2 separate regions of the Capra hircus genome follow, and region 2 is linked to region 1. Evidence: chromatin contacts called from public Hi-C data. All regions are on one chromosome and are shown on one strand. Each heading gives the region's core, a stretch centred on a gene start, on an enhancer-like site or on the middle of the called end of the contact. The rest is flanking DNA. Distances are from core to core; before and after follow the strand shown. Region 1 holds the start of IER5 (immediate early response gene 5 protein). Region 2 has its middle 45 kb from the start of IER5.

What was found. A called contact is a pair of places that touch in the nucleus more often than the background predicts.
Region 2: a contact with region 1 is called in a Hi-C map of blood, with 2.4 times the contacts expected there. The contact joins the enhancer-like site here to the promoter of IER5 in region 1. A contact is called at or near these places in 3 of 5 Hi-C or Micro-C datasets (all in blood).

What each region holds. Positions count from the first base shown.
Region 1 is chr16:60,787,234-60,790,362 of ARS1.2, reverse strand. IER5 (immediate early response gene 5 protein) reads right to left here and starts at 1,536. Exons shown (of 1, transcript XM_018060679.1): 1 at 1-1,536. The coding sequence starts at 1,290. The coding sequence ends at 307.
Region 2 is chr16:60,832,356-60,835,484 of ARS1.2, reverse strand. No RefSeq gene overlaps it. Among named protein-coding and RNA genes, the nearest start is that of IER5, 45 kb to the right of the region's middle. Within about 2 kb of position 1,619, at least 4 of the 5 cell types and tissues checked have an H3K27ac peak or open chromatin away from gene starts, as enhancers often do.

The DNA of each region.
Region 1 (3,129 bases), core at 287-2,786:
GACGCTCTCCAGAGGGACAAAATAGCCTTAATTCAATGAGACAAACTGACATACACAGACACAGACACAAAAGTCCACGATCGCCGTCCTCTTCCAATAAGTCTCCCACTCCGAAGTCTCCAAAGGAGAACCGAGAGGCTCGGCCCAGCCGGCCGCCAAGCCCAAGGGCAGTCTGTGCCGCCCGGCGGCACCCCCTCGCGCTCGGCGCCGACGGCCTCGGGGGCGTCCTCGCCGCCGGGAGAGGCCCAGCCCTCACGTCGAGACGCCCGCTGCTCAACTTCCTCTCCGCACTGGGACCGCGGGGGCTCAGAAGGCCACGATGGCAGTGCTCCAAGGGTTAATGTCTCTCAGCACCGGCTTATCGCAGCAGATCTGCCCGGGCTCAGCGGCTTCCGGACCGCTCTCCTCTCCCTCCGCTTCCTCCCGGCCGCCCCCGGGGCTTTTCCGTAAGAGTCCCGAGAAGCTGGAACCGAAGATGCTAATGAGGTTAGCCACGTTACCGGTCTCCATCTCCTCCTCCTCCTCCTCCTCCTCCGCGGCCGCCGCCGCCCCGCCCGGCTGCTCCTCTGAGTTCCGGCGGGGTTTCTTGAGCGGGGTCGAGCCGGGCGCTGGGCAGTCCGCGGGGCCGCCGCCCACCCACCCAGCGCCGCGCTTTCTGGCGCAGACGGGGGGCGACGCGGGGGGCTCAGCTGCAGCGGGGCGAGACGCGCGGCAGCCGTCCACGCGAGGGGCCGCGCTCAGCTTGTCCTCGTCCCCCGGGGGGCAGCCGCAGGGGCCGCGCGCTGCCTCGGGCCCTTCGGGGAAGACCCCCGAGACTTCGGCGGGACCCCCGGCTCCTCCGACCGCCGTCTCTCGCGGTCCCTCCACGCGGCGCCAGGCAGCTTCCGGCGCCTCCGCCTCTCCGCCCTGAAGAGTGTCCCCGGCGGCCGTCACCGTGGCCGCGGGCTCCGAGTCACCCGCCCTTAGCACTTCTGGGACGGCAGGGCGCTCTGGCTGAGGCTCGGGCTCCGGCCAGGCGGCACGGCCGGCCGGCGGAGGTGGCTCCCCCCAGCCCGCGGGTGGCCCGGCCGCCGACTCCTCGGGCTGCTGCGGCGGCGCTGGGGCCCCCGGGTGACCGGCCAGGTAGAGGCCGGGGCACGGGTCGCTCAGGTAGACCTGGCGGGCGCTGCGGAGCACCAGCGAGACCAGGAGGTTCTTGTGCAGCTTGATGCCGCCGCGCTGGACCCGCGAGTTGTAGATCTTGCCCAGGGAGATGCTGACGATGCGGTGAGCCTCCAGTTTGAACTCCATCCTACCTCCTCCTTCCCAGGGCTGGCGCGGAGGTGAGGGGTGAGCCCCAGCCCACGTTCCGAAGCTGAGACGGGAACAAGAAGTGCCAACAAGTCCGCCACGGGGGGTGGACCCTCGGTCTGTGAAGACTCCCGAAGAGAAACGGCTCTGACGACGCGCTCACCAGCCTCCACGCCCTCCCCACTACAGCAACACAGCCAGTTTCGCGTCCGGTCGCTAACTGAAGGAAAGCTGGCCGCCCGGCGCCTTATAAAGCCCTCTCGACAGCCAATCGCGAGAGGCCGCCAACCGTTCCGGGGCCATCGGCGCGCCCTCGTGCGCCTCGAGCGGCCAATCAGAGACCGAGGAGGGGCGCCAGGGCTATTCGAACGTTAGTCCCGCGGAGAAGGTTCTTAAAGGGGGAGACGCGCGCGACCGCCTGCAGGCGGTTAGCCCGAGACAGTGCTGCGAGCCCCGGTAATACGGAGAACGGGACAGCTACAGTGTTGTTTGTCCTTAAAGGTGCTGGCCTGTGCGCTGCTTCCCGGAACCAGAGCGAACTAAACCATTCGAACTTTCATCCGAGTATGGTGGTGGACTTCGTTCGGCAATAAAGCCTCGATCCTTCCTGGATCAGCTCTCCTCCCATTCCCACCCCGCACCACCGTTTCCAAGGCGACATACACCTGTAAGCTCCGCGCAACCTAACAGAAATGGAGACGAAGGCAAAATGCGGCACAGGGTTCGCCTAGATAACATACTTTTGCTACAAGATATTTGGCAGATATTAATTTTGGTTAAGTCCCTTGCCTCTTAAAGTCACATACACTCTAGTACCTGTCAATTTTAACACCAAAGAAAGAAAACGGGGGTTCTGAAAGTTCCAAAGTTTTTGTCTACTCAGGAAGGTTTTGTGTCTACCTACAAAGTTTTTGTGTCTACCTACAAAGAAGGCAATGGCACCCCACTCCAGCACTCTCTCCTGGAAAATCCCATGGACGGAGGAGCCTGGTGGGCCGCAGTCCATGGGGTCGCTAAGAGTCGGACACGACTGAGCGACTTCACTTTCACTTTCATGCATTGGAGAAGGAAATGGCAACCCACTCCAGTGTTCTTGCCTGGAGAATCCCAGGGACGGGGGAGCCTCATGGGCTGCCGTCTATGGGGTCACACAGAGTCGGACACGACTGAAGCGACTTAGCAGCAGCAGCAGCACAAAGTTTTTGGTTCTCTATTTAAGCTAGTATTTATCACTTTGTTCTCTAGTGTCTAGAACCAGTACAGTTGTAACATCAGCTACAGTGAAAGGTGGTTCACATTCTTGACAACGATTTTTCTTCAACACGAGGACTGACCAACCCACCCTTGGGGAAAAAAAAACTAACATGTCATAAAAGTACAAATAGAGAAGTCCTGTAATCCCATCATGATGTCATAATTTTATTTTGTGTCAAGGTAAAAATTTAGCGGAAGAGTGTTCCAGAATTTTCTGGTCAGTCGATGACTTAGTCAATTTACTGATCCTTACACCAGAGGGTTGTCCAGGGTCCTAAACTGGGTTCCTGGAGAGTCATTTTGAGTTTGTCCCAGCTAAGCTCCACCACAGACCTGCCTGATGCTGGGTGAATAACCTCAGGATGCTTCAATTTCTCCAAGTCTAAAAAGGAGAAATCACATACACATCTGCTCTATTATGCAGTATCTTCCGATGACTGGCAACTCTCATCCACAATCTGAGTCACCAAACTAAGCACAGTTTTCTTGGAGTCCACGTGGAACGCTAGCCTGATCTTGCATCAGGGTTTGGCCAAGTAATGTATTTACTTGGGAAAAGTACTAGTGAAAGACAGGTTTGATTAG
Region 2 (3,129 bases), core at 370-2,869, 45 kb before region 1:
TCCCATATACCATGCGGAAAAAAAAAAAAAAAAAAAAGCAAGGGACAAATTGATGGGGGCCTGAGAAGACCAGAGCCTGGAGGTGTGCATGGGAAAGATTCAAGCACCACTTTAGAGGCAAGGCATGTGGGACTTCAGGACCAATTAGGTGGAGGATTGAAGGAGAACCTGAAGATTGATGTCTAAGAAAGAATAGGGTTGGGGAGAAGACAAATTTAATTTGGGATATCCTCAGTGTAGGGAATCTCTGGACATCCAGGGATAAAATCAGACCCCTCAGTCTGCCACTTTCCCCTCATCCTTAATTCTCCATCATAGGGATGAAGCAATCTAGTCCCCACAGATGTAGATTTACAATGTAAGGGTTAACATGTGACTTTCCCTTAGGAACCATATTTCCAGTTAGCAAGAGAGTACCACCTACCCAATGTTAATCAAGAGAATGGCTTTCCTATAGTGAGATTCCCAGCAATGGGAAGAGCAAGTGGGGGACCTATTTCCAGGTAAGAAGATCTTGCCAGCATCCCTAAAATTACATTGCGGAGGCTACAACTAAAGCTCTCGTAGTGAAGAGACTGCTGTGGAAAGTTCACCTTCATTCCACAGAACCTTGTTCACACCACAGAAGAAGGGATCTTCCTCTTGGACAGGATTCTGCTCTCTTGGGCCGGGGTGATGGACAACCAATGCCACAAAGCTCTGGGGTCACTGAGTTCAGGTCCTGGCTCCAGCAGTTACTGGATATATAACCTTGGGCACAGCGTTTTACCTTTCTAGGACTGATTCTGACATTCATTAAACAGGGCCTTGAAACACTTGCTGTTCCCCTGGGGTGGTTGTGAGCTGGGGTTTCAAGGAGATGGCTGCAACAGACACGACTGCATCCGTCATCCTTACCACCGCCACCATTTATCTCAGTATCTTTCAACACCCAATTCACTTGGAGAAGCCTAATTTTCTCCCTGTTCATGGACTATTAGCTGCTCTGACAACTTTAGGTGATGAAAAGCCACCATTCGGTAGAGCTCGCTGTGCCCCTCAACAGCCTGCAGGGGGCAGCATCGGGCAGCGTAAGGTCTCGCCCGGCTCGCTCGAATAACGTCGGAACAGGTCTGGGAAGGACCACGGAGGTGGCCCTGGAATTCAGACTCCAGCTGACAAAGGACCCGTGATACTCCACGTGGGTCTGACATGCAGCCTCCCGGGGAATCGGGTCTCCGGTGAACAAGGGGGCAGGGAAAGGGTCTTCTGAAAGCATCCCCAGCCCTCACAAATCCAGCCGGGTTTTTCCCAAGCCCACACCAGGCCTGACTGCTTGCAATTTAGCGCTGATCTGACCTCGAAGAAGCCAGACTGAGCCTGCTTCCCTCCCCACAGGGGCCCTGATGCAGATGTCTCAACCCCCATGAGCTAAAGGGAGGGAGCGCCTGACAAGGACAAGGTGGGGTGCCTGCCACCCCTACCCCACCCTCCGCAAAGCATTTTTAGGTTCCCACTCCCTCAGCCCCGGTGGGGAGTACAGAAAAGACAAAAGAAATAAAGGGACGCAGCTCCAACTCTTCCGAGCTAGGAATGTTGTTGAGAATAGATGCAGACGGGAAGGCTACTCAGGATCCCATGTTCCGGTTTCCATCCAGCCTGGCGACGCTGCTTTCCTAAAGCCCAGGAGGCCTGTTCAGACCTAACAATTTCCTCTCATTTGTGAGTGTGTTTACCTGGAAAAACAAAGAGGCAGAAGGCTTAAAATCAATCAAAACTGCCCCGAATATGGAGTCACTGTAGGGACAGACGATCCAAGCTGTGGGAATCTGGAGATTCACCGACCGAGGTAGCATGTAGTGGCCAGCCAGCGGGGAGGAATGTGGCCACTTCGAAGAGAGCCCCAGGCCTCGGTGCCGATGGGACCCACTCGTCACTCACTCTCCTACTGACTTTTCTGGGGAGAGGAACTGCTATGTCACCATGACATCACCTCCTTCCAGGAACCACTGAGTCAGCTTGGGGCCTGAGGCTGGACCACTCACTTCCTCCAACCCGGCAGAGGGGGAGCACTCCCCCACACCACGCCCAGCTGGGCCTGTTCCTTCACCACTGTCAGCGGGTCAGCTTGGCGAAAAGACACACCAGGTGGTGCCATCCATGCCCACTTCCACTGGGATTCTCCTGCCACGGAAGAGCGGCCCCCCGTGCAGATTCACAGCTGGTTTGGGGCTGAAGGGCAAGTGTCCCTGGGAGAGGGAGCATGTTTAGCTTTGTCAGTCACGTACAGCTCCTTGTAGAGGCTAACTGTGACAGAGGAATCAGGAGGGATTAAGTGAGAGGCAGGTGGGCGCTGGCTGAAGTGGGATGGTTCAGAGGAACTCTGTGCCCAGTCACAGCTGAAGGCTGCCACAGACGGGGCCACAGCAGTCATGGGCGTCTTATCCAAGTAACTACTTCCTCAAAAGGCTGGGGGTGGGGGTGGTTACCCCCATATGGGCAGTCTCACCCTTAGCCAGGAATGGGGCCAGGGGGTGTCTGTCTGTAGCCCTCAGAAGATGATTTTCTCTTGCCCCTCCCCCAGCACAGTCACAAGCACCTCCCCACCTCCCTGTGTGGAACCCTTCCCTGCCCCGTTGAGAGGATTCAAGCTAGAATCCGCCTGCCCACCTCCCTGTGTCGAACCCTTCCCTTCCCCGTTAAAGAGGATTCAAGCTAGAATCTGTCCGCACCACATCAGAGTTGATTTCATCTTGTCATTAAACCTGATGCTCTATAAGCTGATCTTATGAAAAAGAAAATTAACCACGAGGCAGTAACTCAATTTTATAGCACTGTAAAGGTCCTAGCGTCTCCCTGTTCCCACTAACACACACATGCACACACACACACACAGAGTCTGCTTTGATCTTTTCTTTTCTCACCTTTTATGACATTGTTTCACTTAATGCCAACAAAATCCTGCCAGGTAAGTATGGCCATCTTATATAGATGAGAAAAGGTGAGGGAAATCCTCCAGGGTCACAGAGCTAGTGACTGACACACAGCCAGTCTTGGAAATGAGGTTTGTCTGACACTGAGGAGCTGGGATCCTTCCACTTAGACACCGTGACCCAAAGTAAGAGCCTCTTTGGGGTCAGACGTAAAATT